Regions from separate parts of the Sus scrofa genome. Here region 1 is linked to region 2. Evidence: chromatin contacts called from public HiChIP or PLAC-seq data. All regions are on one chromosome and are shown on one strand. Each heading gives the region's core, a stretch centred on a gene start, on an enhancer-like site or on the middle of the called end of the contact. The rest is flanking DNA. Distances are from core to core; before and after follow the strand shown.

Evidence for each region. HiChIP or PLAC-seq counts read pairs in DNA pulled down with a chosen protein or histone mark.
Region 1: an H3K27ac HiChIP or PLAC-seq map of alveolar macrophages shows a contact between it and region 2. The contact joins the promoter of PDZD7 here to the promoter of LZTS2 in region 2. A contact is called at or near these places in 10 of 47 Hi-C or Micro-C datasets (embryonic fibroblasts, epiblast stem cells, heart right ventricle and 5 more) and 2 of 2 datasets of contacts at active chromatin or transcription factors (alveolar macrophages and skeletal muscle).

What each region holds. Positions count from the first base shown.
Region 1 is chr14:112,106,841-112,113,049 of Sscrofa11.1, reverse strand. PDZD7 (PDZ domain-containing protein 7) reads left to right here and starts at 1,702. Exons shown (of 18, transcript XM_021072670.1): 1 at 1,702-2,900; 2 at 3,563-3,942. The coding sequence starts at 3,720. SFXN3 (sideroflexin-3) reads right to left here and starts at 1,567. Exons shown (of 11, transcript XM_021072679.1): 1 at 1,433-1,567; 2 at 25-188. The coding sequence starts at 185.
Region 2 is chr14:112,074,946-112,081,180 of Sscrofa11.1, reverse strand. LZTS2 (leucine zipper putative tumor suppressor 2) reads right to left here and starts at 2,970. Exons shown (of 5, transcript XM_021072676.1): 1 at 2,531-2,970. It overlaps TWNK (twinkle protein, mitochondrial), which reads right to left. Exons shown (of 5, transcript XM_003483540.4): 5 at 5,012-6,235.

The DNA.
Region 1 (6,209 bases), core at 453-2,952, 33 kb before region 2:
GGGTCAGTTGGGGTTGGGAGTCACCTGTAGTTCTGCACGATGTTCCGGGAAGCTTCCAGCTGTGCCCCAGACAGCAGCAGATTTCGAGGGTCGGTCACAGTGAAGAAGTGCCGGGCTCTACCCAGGAAAGTGCTTTGGTCCCAGCGAGGTTCCTGGATATTGATATCTAAGGGCAACTCACCCATTTTCTGCAGGGGAGGGACCAGAGTCAGAGGACTCCAAGGAGAGGACCCAAGGACTCCACATGGGGCCAACTTTGGTAGCCCTACCCTGGTCCCTGGGCTTACTGCCAATCCCTTCTAGAGCTCAAGGTGATTCTGGATACGTAAGCAAGGATGTGGGGGAGGGGAGCTGTTTTCTAGGCAGTGTCCTAGCTCAGGGACCTGCAGACACAGGAGAAGGGGACAGGGGAGAACAGAGCCAGGAAAACAGATGTCCTTGTGCTCTGGCCTGGCACAGATTTCCATGAGTGAGGATTTACATGTGTGTGGTTGATGCAGCAGCAGCAACAAATCCTCTACAGCTATTCATGTGCTCTGTATGCACAAACATGCAGATTATATGCATCACACATCCATGTTCATTCAGCTTTAGGCCCTGGCTGCCCTGAGCCTACATACAAACCCCTAAGGCTGTTTGGAAGACGGTATAAGCCATCCCACACCCCAAGCCCGGACTGGAGGAGAGCAATGGCTCATTGGCAACTCTAAGGCTTATCTATTCCAGATCTCTAAAAGGTGACTCTGAAGCCTGCCAGCTAGGTATGCCCACAGGCATGCACGCACAAGTTCCCCCCTCCAGAGCCACCTTCCTCATCCCACACAGAAGGGCCCAAGGATCTCCTTGTTTCCCACCTGGGCAGGGCTGACATAGACACCCATCCCACCTCTCCCTGAGCCACTGGCCTCAAAAGAAGCAGGGTTCAGTAAGTGACCCCTCCATTCAGCCCAGAAAGGCAAGCCTGAAGCCGCCATCTGGCTGTGTTGGGCAAAATCCTACAGAATGACTAATCCTCTCCAACCACACTTCCTCCCTCGCAGGCAGACACACCCTCCGCTGCCTTGCACACTCATATTCACATACCCACACACAAAGACAGCAGCATACATGCCCTACCCAGACTTACAAATGGAGTGGACACGCCCTGCATACAAAGACCGTTACTTGCACGCACACACACACACACAGCCCATATCTATCAGTTGCAGACACTTTATTGTGTGATCCATAGAGCCCCACCCCGACATTCCTTCCCCAACTAACCTCCCCTCCGGCCCCATGGACCTCCCTTGAGCCGAAGATACTGAATCTCACACTGCCTGGAAGTGTGCTGAAGAGAGAGCACTTCAAGGCAGCTTTCCTCTCTGACTCCCAGCCCTCAACCCGCTATTTTCCTGACCCCCGGACCCCGCCCGGCACAGCGAGCACTCACGCTCTCCTGGGCTCCCCGGCTCCCGGCCTCTGCAGCTCTTAGGCCCGCCTTCCTCTGCGCCCGTCGCCCCCGCCCTCACACCCATCAAGCACACGTCACGTGTGACGCTCACTAGCCTGAGAGGCTGGGGCTCCCTCGGCGCATTCGCCTGGCGTGGCCAGGGATTGGCAGAGCCTGGGGGCGTTGGGTATCATTAGGGGCGACGCCCCCAGCCCGGTCCACCGAGACCGGCCCTACGGTGCCTCCCAGAGCCAATCCCGACTCCAGGATCAGTTCTGGCCCTGTCCCCAGCCCGAGAGAGGAGGGGAAGAGCGGCGGGCGCTGCCCCATTTGCTCACAGTGCCTTGGTTGGCCTCGGGAGGCACCGGGTTTCTTCAGCAAGGGATCTGGGTGCCCAGGGTGAAGGCGCGCGACGTGGAGGGGCATCCACTGATGGTGCGCTCGGAGGGACTCGGGTTACCGCCGGCTTGTTTACTCGATGGCTGCCTTGGCAGTGGCCTCTGCCTACTTGCCCCCCTGGGCGCCTCTCCTGGTTCCCACAAGCTCCTCTCGCAGCACCTCAGCACTCGCACCAGTGTGGTTCTTCTCGTGCCTGTGCCCCTTCTATGTCCCCAGTCCTTTCCTCCTTCCTAGTCCCCTCCTTACTCCCTTCTGTAACCTCTAACTCTGCTAGGGTGCCCAGTTTCTTTATGCCCGCAATTTCTACCCCTGCTTCGCAGACCCTGGCCCCAGTCCCTGCTCTGGGTGTGAAGGGGCGGAAATCTCAAGATCCCTCTGTCCTATCAAGGAAGTGGATCAAAAAGATTCTTCCTCCTAGTGTCCTGTTATCAGCTGCCTCCCCCCCCCCCGCATACATTCCAGAACTGGGTGGCCAGAGAGACACTTTCTGATATAGAAGGAGGATGCATGTGAAGGCAGCGCTCAGACACACACACACACACACACACACACACACACACACACGCACCCTCACCCAATCATCATTCAGAGCATGCGTGCCACACACCCATGCTCCTGCCCACCGCAGGCTCACACCCCGCTGTTGGGTGACATCCTCACTGAGGCCTCAGGGATCACTGCAGAGGGGTGACAATTCCACGAGTCCTGGCAGCTGGCTTGGCCTGGAGAAGACAGGGTTCTGGGCTCCCCTGAGCTGTACAGGTAGCGGGAGCAGAGCAAGCCAAGGCCCCAGCCCTAAGTTCGTGGTACAGAGTGGGGCATCCGAACTCAATTGGAGTGTGTAGAACCCAGCGACCCCAGCCCAGGTTGCGAACTGCGTTCAGGGGCACCCAAGGGAGGCGGAGGGAGGAATGACTGGCGTCGCTCCCAGCCAATGGGAGCCCGGGGCTGCACTAGCCTGCCCCATTCCTGCCGCCTCCGCGGGGCGTGGGCGGGGATTCCGCGGCTGCTGCGGTATTGCGCGCGCCCGCGGGCGGGCGAGGCCGGCTGCGGCCGCACAAGCAAGCAGGTGAGAGGGGCCGGGAGGACCGAGCCGGGGGTGGGGTGCTGCGTTCTGGGTCCCGGAGTTTCTTTGGGGAACTTGGTTCCAGGTTTTGCGCGGTATGTTGAAGGGCTCTCGACAGCAAGTCCTTACCCCAAGCCTGGATGGGGGGTGGGGGGGTAGGGGTGGAGGGGACTGCAGCCTGGGACCTGGGGATCTCTAGGGGCCGAGGAATCTCTGGGGCCTTTGGCTGCAGCTGTGCCACGTCCTGGAGCCCCTCGAGGGCCAAGCCCTTGGGGCTAGTCCTCTACCCACATACACTTGAGAGGCGGCGCAGTGAACTATTCTGGCCCCGGTTTCTCTCACACTGCTTGAAGCCCTAGGGCTGACGATAATTCTGTCTCCTCTCTTTCCGCCTCTACTGAGGACGGGGGACTTGTGGAGGAGATGACTCAGCTGAGAGCAGGAACTAGGGGTGAAAGAGGGGTTCCCATCCACCTTGTTGTATAAATAGTTCCAAAAGCCCATGATGGTGCCGGAACTGGGCATTTCTCTGGTCATGGGTGGGAGAGGTGAGGGTCTTACGGCATGTCAGGGAGGACGCACAAACCAGGGGGAGGGAGGGAGGTTTTGGGGGCTGCAGGGGCGGCATTCTCGCCCGTTCCCCAATCCTGGCTCTCCCTGCGCAGGCCTGGAGCAGATACTCCTGGGACGCAGTGGGGTCTCCCAGTCTCTGAAGCCACAGTCTGCACAGAAGGCTCACAGAGCCAGGGCGAATGGGGCCTTCCTCTCGAGGGCTAGCAGGTTCCTTCTGAACCTGTAGGGTCCCCGCACAGTCTGGCCACCATGGCACGTGGTTTCGCAGTGGGCTTCGACCCACTGGGCCTCAGAGACCTAAGCTCCGGCTCTCTGAGCTCCCTCTCCTCCCGAGGCCACCTGGGCAGCGAGTCGGGCTCGGCAACGCGATACCTGCTGAGGAAGCAACAGCGGCTGCTGAATGGGCCCCCCCGCGGAATCCGAGCCTCATCGCCCATGGGCCGCGTCATCCTCATCAACTCCCCCATTGAAGGTGGGGGCAGGGCCCAGCCATGGGCCGGGGCACTGCTGGTGGGGGTAAGGGGCAGCGGGCGCTAAGCAGGAGGAGGCAGAGCCAATATGGGTGGGGGAACTCAACAGATAGAAGCCGTAGGGATGTGCCTCTGGTGACCTATTGACTCTTCCTCATTTACTCTTTTCTCACCTTCAGGTCAATCCTTTAGGTTTCCAGGATTGTGGAGAGATTGGAAGTGGGAGGTATGAAGGCAGGGAAGGGTGTGTGGTATGCTAGCCCCCAAGTGAGCAAGGCAAGGTATTGAATTGGCCCTTCCCTCCTGTGGACTCTGCCTTTCTCCAAACCCATTTGTGTATGACTTTGGTGTGTCGGGCAGGATCGCGAAGGACGTTCTTCATCAGCCAGCCTGTTGTGTGCCCTGCTCTGTGCTGGGCTGTGAGGGGTCAGTGCCCAGCTGGGCAGAGAGAATCAAAGGTTTCAGGTGCAGAAGGACAGAAATAGAGGTAGAGCAGCAAATGTTCTGAAGGGGGTTGGGGGGAAGAGGTGGGTCGAAGGTCTGGAGGGAGCCCCAGGCCTGGGCCCTGGAGGAAGGGGGCACTTAATCTTATGCAGTTGCTTAATGCCGTTTCATTGCACACCTATGCCAGCCATAGTTAGGTCCTGTGGGGGACCTACAGAGAAATAAGGCTCAATCTTCACCTTCCAGAAATTCACCATGTGGCAGGGCTGAGAGACAGAACAATGAGAGCAGCTGGTGCTGGAGTGGAGCTATCAGGAAGATTGCAGTGAGAAGTCTGGAGCATGGTGGGTGGGCTCTTAGGAGACAGCCTGGCTGCAGTGACAGATGTGGGGCGACAAAGAGCAGGTGGGCAAGGTGAGACCTTGAATGCCATCAGGAGAGTAGGGGCCCCCTGGGCCTAGGTTTTCTGTGGGCAGGACCAGATAAATATCTCCAGCTCCCCCCTGTCTCTCAGCCAGCGGAGTTCCCCTGGCTGGATCCCACACTGGACTTTTCAGACTCTGTTCCTCCCCTCTGACCTGTCTGAGCACTTCTTTCCCCTACCTGGTCCACCAGGGCAGGGATAGAGCATGTTGCTCAGGAGGCATAGTTTCACTGCACCTCACCCCCATCATCCGCCACACTCGGCCTCACACTCAGGTGAGCAGCAGAGCACTGCTGAGGGTCACTGCTGTCATTCTGTTATGGAGCAGAAGTTCCTAGGAGAGCCAGGAGACACAGAGGGGGAGGGGAGGCACTGCAGCATTGCCCTTGCAAGTCCCACTCATTAAAAGAACTACGCTATGGAGTTCCCTTCGTGGCTCAGTGGTCAACGAATCCGACTAGGAACCATGAGGTTGAGGGTTCGATCCCTGGCCTTGCTCAGTGGGTTAAGGATCCAGCGTTGCCATGAGCTGAGGTGTAGGTCACAGATGCGGCTCAGATCCTGCGTTGCTGTGGCTCTGGTGTAGGCCGGTGGCTACAGCTCCGATTAGACCCCTAGCCTGGGAACCTCCATATGCCGAGGGAGCGGCCCTAGAAATGGCAAAATGACTAAATAAATAAATAAATAAATAAAAGAACTACGCTATGCCTCCCCCCACACACCCGCATACACCCTACCCAGCTATGCAAGGGCTATGCCCACTGTCCCTCTAAAGATCCCCCTCCAGAAGTTCTATGATTGTTCTCTCCCTCTGTCTCACCCTTGTGCCCCAGTACAGCCAGGAAAGCAGCATCCCTTAGCAATGGAAGGATGGGGCATCGCTCCAACCAGCTGGACCCCTAGCCTGTCTGGGCTGGGAGTCTGCAGCCTGTGTCCCCTCTACCTGAGCAAAAACGTCTCCCAATTCCCCACAGCCCAGAGCCCCTCCCCTATGTTATTATTTAGATCATTCCAGAGGCCTAAAGTAGCTGATAAGGGGGACACTGTGGGAAGGAGAACATGGCCACCACATCACCCCCAAGAGTTCCCACCAGCACCTCAAACTCAGTGGGTCCCAGAGAAATGGCATTGTCTTTAATCCCAACCAGCCCTTTCTCCTCACTGCCTTAGCTCATTCATTTATTCATTGTTCTGCTTATTATTTCACTCAGTTAAAAAAACGCTTAGGGGAGTTCCTGTCATGGCTCAGTGGTTAGTGAACCCGAATATCATCCATGAGGACGAGGGTTCCATCCCTGGACACACTCAGTGGGTTAAGGATCCAGCATTGCCATGAGCTGTGGTGTAGGTCACAGAAGCAGCTCGAATCCCACATTGCTGTGGCTCTGGCATAGGCCGGCA
Region 2 (6,235 bases), core at 1,721-4,220:
GTGGGCGGCGCAACGCTGGGGAGGGTCTGGGGGCGACCCCGCCCCCGGGGCGCGGACACGCGCAGGCACCCCGCGTCACGCGTGTCCGGCGGGCAACACGCAGGAGCTGCGCGGCGGGACTCAGGCTCCCTCCTTCCGAGGGCCAGTGTCTGGGGTCTCGGTCGGCTCAGGATTAGGCGGCGGCGGCGGCAGGTCACCCTCTACCCCTACCCGGGCCCCGGGGCCAGCGGCAGCTGGTCATTGTTCGAGCACAAAGGGCCAGGCGCCGAGGCGGCCGCCCTTCCCCCTTCTCTTGTCTCGTCGATGCCTCTTCCCCCAGACACACTCTCCAGCTTCGGAGTCCAGAGGGGGCGGCGGAGGGTCAGTTGCCCCCGATTCGGGGCCCTGCGCCCCAGCACAAGTCGGGGGCCAAGGCTTGGTGGGTGTCTGCCCCACCCGCAGCCGGTTGGAGGAGGCACGCTTGGATTTGTGGAGGTGGCGCCACCTGGCGGCCCATTCGGAGAACACACTCGGTCACCGCCAACCTTGGGGGACCTTACCCTAGAAAGCCTAGGCCTTTCCCCAGCGCGGCTCAGTGCTCCCCAGCCTTCCCTCAGAGTCATTTCCTAAGAGAGAGGCCACTGATCCGAGAGAAGCAGCCCCTGGGCCCAACAGTCACTGAGGTGAGCCCATCCAAGCCTACAGGCCAAACCTACACAGCCGCGTAGCACACAACATCCCACTGTCTTCTCAGGGTCACGGATATTCTCAGCTCGGCAAACAAAACAGTCTTAACACCCACACGACCTTTCCCACAGTCTCACACAGCCACAATCATACAGTCTTTTTCATCACGAGGTTCCATGTCTCTTCTTCCCATAATCTTTCAGGCCAACACACAGAGACATTCGTTTCACATGCCTAGTTGTACACAGGCTTTCACAGCTCGAAGTCCTTCGCACCCAGTCACAATCTTAAATACACTTAGTCTCCTAAGCATTTTTCACACACTGACAGTCTTATTCACAGTCAAAAAACGTCTTCTTACATGTACACAACGTATTTCACAAACATTTTATCACACAGACTTTCCCGTAGGGTCTCTGTGACCCAGTCAGGTCAGCTGATGCCCACACGGCTGTACAAGGACAGCCTCCAGGCCCCTAACTCCGCCCCATCCAGGGCCAAGGCCTGCCACAGCTCCTCTACCCCAGGAAGGAGCATCTCCCCCCCTTCCAGGCCACAGCCCTGGCAGGCTCTCAGCTCTATTTTTAGCTCTATGGAAAGGATTGTTTTTCTTTCTTTTTCCCTGGAAAGGGAAACAGCTCAGCCACCCGCAGGCTCACCCTAGACCCTCTGCTCACAAGAACAGACTGAGTCCCACTCCGGTAGAGACCCCCCCCCCCTCTTCTGGCCTTGCCCTGATCCCAGCCTCCTGGGGCACTAGGAGCCGCCTCCCCTTTCTGGCAGCCAGCCCAGAAGCTCAGGCAGCAGCTGGGCTCAGCGTGCGTGTAGGGGTGGGGGGTGGGGTGAGGAAGGAGGCCGAGGGCCGATGCCCACTTTCATGCCCTGGGGGGAGGGGGCTGTCTTCCCTTCTACGGGAGGGAGACAGGCCCTCTCTGGTGTTGAGATGTGCACGCTCCTGCATTCTCTGGGGAAGGGGGACTCCCACTCTTGCATGCGTGGGCTTTCTGTTCCTACATTGCAAGGAGGAGCTCCTAGCTCTGCAGGGAGGGGTGGTAGTAGGAAGGGCACCCACAGGCGCTGCCGTAGCTGCTCCCTTGGCTGCTATACGCTGCCATCCAGAATATCGCCCCCACGCCCCCAATATCTTCAGGGATGGGGCACCATGTTGGGGAGAAGGAAGGGCGAAGAGCCCAGGTAACCCCAGGCCAGACCAACAGCCTCCTGTTCTCCTTCGCTAACCCGACTCCAGGGGGCGTTGTGTTCTCCTTCCGGGGGAGGTGGAGAATGGACTACAGCCCGGCCAGGTACCTTGCAAGCCCGTCCTGCACCGGGGCGGGCGGTTCCCGCCCTGAGGCCCGGGTGGGGGGAGCACAGCCCACAGGTCTGCGCTACGATCACGTGCTCGGCTCCTGTTTACGTCTTAGTCTTCACCTGCGGGCTGCCGGAAAGCAGGAACCTCTGGAGTTGTCCCACCCGGCCCGCCCCCGTCGGCGGTCCCTGGGTCTTTCCTCCCACCCCTGTCAAGTACGCGGCAGCAGCGCGCCTTGCCCGCTGGGGGTCCCGCGGGCCAGTGGCGTTGTTCCAGGGACGGCAGGCACAGCTCACTGGGCGCGTCCTCTTTAGGGTGCACGTGTGTTCGTCTGTCTCAGGTGCGCGCGTGGGTCTGTGTGTACGCGTGTTTGGACCCGTGAGTGTGAGGTTCCGTGTAGGTTCCCTGTTCACACTCTTCGCTTGTGCCTCCTGCACTGGGGACTCCCCTCCTCACTCCAACCCCCAACCTTCCAAGACCGGTAAAGTTCGCTCCGGCGCGGGGCTGTGCAGGAGCTAGAGTTCCGACACCTCCGCGGCCCCACCACGCACTCACCTAGGGCCACCTGCGCCGCCGCTCCAGCTCCCCTCCCGGCTCCTGCTCCAGCGCCAGCACCTCCTCGCCGCAGATCGGCCGGCTCCCAAGCCCGCTCCGGGCTGCGGACTCCCAGCGCCCGTCCGGCCGGGCCTGGAGGAGCGGGGCGGGGCGGCTGAGGCCGCGCCCCCGACCCCGACAGGGGAGTGGTCTGCGCAGCACCCCCTCAACAACCGACCCAGTGCCCAGCCCAGATGTGGCTCGATGGTGGCCCAGGACTGCTCCTCTGGCCTCTGACTTCACACCTTACAGCATTTGTCTTTCAGCTCGGGGAAGGGGCCAGTGGCACGTGACAGCTAAGCTGGCTGGCTGTCCTAACCAAGTCGGCTGTAGGGCTTTACAGCCACCTTCCTCAGCGCTTTAGGGAGCCCATCCTGGTCCATGCTCAGCCCAGTCCCCAGATGGGGAAAACCCCTGGGAAGCAGACAAAGAAGGCTCGGGTTTCACCAAAACAGACCCCGCCTTCCTCACACACACACACCTCGGCGTTGGGGCTGCCCTTGAGGACCAGCACCTCCCCCTCCCCGAGTAGGTGTCGGCCCAGGTGAGCCGGCCTGCCGGTTTGGGCCCCCACAGAGTATGGCCACGCTTCTCCTAGACTCGTAAAAGTTCCACCCACAGGCACAAACAGGAAGTTGACCTGTACTGCAGGGAGGAACCAAGGGCTCCCTCCCTCCATGGCACCCAAAGTGGCCTTTGTGAGGGCAGACTGTGCTGTCTACAGGTATCTGGGCTGTATTTGCAGCCTGAGCCCTGGGTAGCCGGAGTCTTGTGAGTTTAGTCCCTTCTCAAATGCAAGATGGAGAACCAAAGCTGCCCCCACACAGCTAAGTGTGACAATGAGTCTGAAGACAGCAGACAGCGCTGCAGATCCAGGGACCCTGTTCTGTCAGGCTCTTCCTCAGCTCTCAGGAAGGTTCTAAATGTCCAACTGGGCACATGGAATGCTGGTTCTAGCCCAGGTGATTTGCCTCAATCCACTTTGGCTGAGTACAGGGACAGGGAGTCCCAGGGACCTTACCCAGGAACTAGGGATTACCTGCCACTTTCTAGGCTGCAGTTACTCCGGAACATACTTCTGGCTAATTCTGATGCTAGGAGCTTAAGACAGGTGTGGAATGGAATGTGCTTGTGTACGGGGTGGGGCTGGGGGAGAATTAGCTTCCCCTCCCCCGAGCTGGTTTGTGCAGTGTGGTGGTGTCTGCTAGGAGGGTGGGGCAAGCCGGGCAAGTGTGTATCTATTCCTCTATAGCCAGTTCACACAGACACCTCGCAAAAGTTCCCTAATGGAAACTCCTAAAGTATTTCCTGAGAACACACCAGGCATTCTAGGGAGACCAGACCAACACCTTTCTAGGTAGCATTGATCTGGTGGGGTGCATCTGGAAGGCATGGCTGATGTTCAGTGTTGTAGCCCCTGGATGAGGCCTAGACCAGCCAGCGGCTGGGAATGATTACTGTGGGATTAGGAGAGCTGGCTCCAGCCAGTCTGGGAGAGACCCCCAAGAAGGGAGGCCCTGGAGGATCTCCCCCCTCCCCCCCAGGGAATGGCTTTGCTCCAGGGTCTGTTTCAGAAGACAACTGCAGTCACAGTTCTCACACACCACAGACCAGAGACCCCAGACCATCCATCCCACAGGGGTCCAGAGCCTCCTCTCAGGTTACAGGGAGACCTTGATAAGGCAGCCCTGCTTCCAGGGAGCAGGAAACCTCCCCCAACCCCCTCTACAAAAGGTTTCTCCCCAGCCCCTTTAAAACAGCTTGCATTCTCACCACTTCTGCAGGCAAATCTAAAAGGAAACGGGCACTTCGGGATATCAGAGGAAATGAAATGGAAAAGTGTCATTATTTAGGAATATTTGTCAGGGTCTCTGGATAAATTATCGTCTAATTTCTTTCAGGACTTCTTACACATGAGGAGTCCTGTACATCTCCTGAAACCTCCAGAATTAGAAATGCCTGTGCGTGTGAGGAATGGGGAGACAGCAGGGCCTAGGTTCTGCATTTTTAAACAGGAGCCCCAGTCCTGACACACATTAACATAAACGCTGAGAGGATGCAAGAAGAGGAAAATGGGGGGTAGGGGGGATAAGAATATGCTGAGCCAGAGTTCACAATGAGAGAGGCCAATGAGTGGCTCATGTCATAGAGCGCCAGCTGGTCCAGCAAGGCCTAGGCATGGGGCCCAGTGACCCACACCTCTGCCAGGGATCACACAGAGATCCTCACAGACGATAGGGATAAAGAGGCACCATCCTGTCTTCCCCAGGCCATGAAGAGGTGTAAGGGGGTGTATGCATGAAGACCCTTTAATGCCCCTGCTTTCTTGGGAGCCCATAGCTCAGATGGGGTGGGGTAGGGGACCCATCCAGTTCAAAGTGAGAAAATCCAGTTAAAAACTGGGGAGACATCTGGTGGACAAACAAAAAAATGCACAGCAACAAAGGCAATTTTTTTTTTTTTTTTTCAATAAAACTGGAAAAGGCTCTACAAAAAGTCATGATTGCATCCACTCCAGCAATCTGAGGCAGATACCATAGACTGAGCATCAGGGTGGCAGGCACTCTGGGCTCACAGCTTCCTTCCATGGCTCTCTAGCCAAGACTTCCCTCTTTGTGGCCCTGGTAGCATAACTGCCAAGCACCTAGATCCAGTGGCAGTAAGCACCACCTCGTGGTAGGCTCCAGTCTGATACCCACCATGCAGCCCTTTGCCTCTACAAGCCCGGGCTAGAGGCTTTTTGCAGAAGTCCACTATTCCCCTGCAAGTTCAGGGGGCTGACCCCACTGTTTTTGTTTTTTTTTTCTTTTTCTTTTTAGGTTGCTTATGGAAGTTCCTGAGGTTAAATCTGAGCTACAGCTGCTGGCCTATGCCACAGCCACAGCCATGGCAACGCCAGATCCTTAACCCACTCCAGTGAGATCAGGGATTGAACCTGCATCCTCACAGACACTGTGTTAGTTTTTTGGGTTTTTTTTTTTTTTTTTTGGTCTCTTTAGGGCTGCACCCATGGCATATGGAGTTTCCCAGGCTAGGGGTCCAACTGGAGCTGCAGCCGCCCTCCTACACCACAGCCACAGCAATGCCAGATCCTTAGCCCACTGAGCAAGGCCAGGGATTAAACCTTCATTCTCATGGATAACAGTCAGGTTCATTAACCACTGTGCCATAACAGGAACTCCTACATCAGGTTCTTAACCCACTGAGTCACAATGGGGACTCCCTGACCCCACTGCTTTGAACTCAACTAGCTCATTCCCACTTTAGGGTCTTTGTATTTGCTTTTCCCTCTGCTAGGATTCCTCTTTCTCCAGATGTTCATATGGCTCAATCCTAGTTCTTCATAGTCCCCAGCTACAACATCCTATGCTCAGAGAGATTTTAGATCTTAATCTAAACCAGCCTATAAGCACTATCACATTACTGTATTTTTTCCTTTAAAACATTTTTCACTATCTAAGATTATGTTTCAGATATATTTGTTCACTGCTTGTCTTGTCTCTTCTACCACACTACAGGTCCCACAGAAGCAGGGACCTCCTATGTCTTATCAGTGCTATAGTCCCAGGACCTAGAATAAAGCCCAGCACAAAGTAGGTTCTCAAAATTTGCTAAACTGAATTCTCTTGCCATGGAACCTTGCCCGAGGCTATACCCCTCAGACTG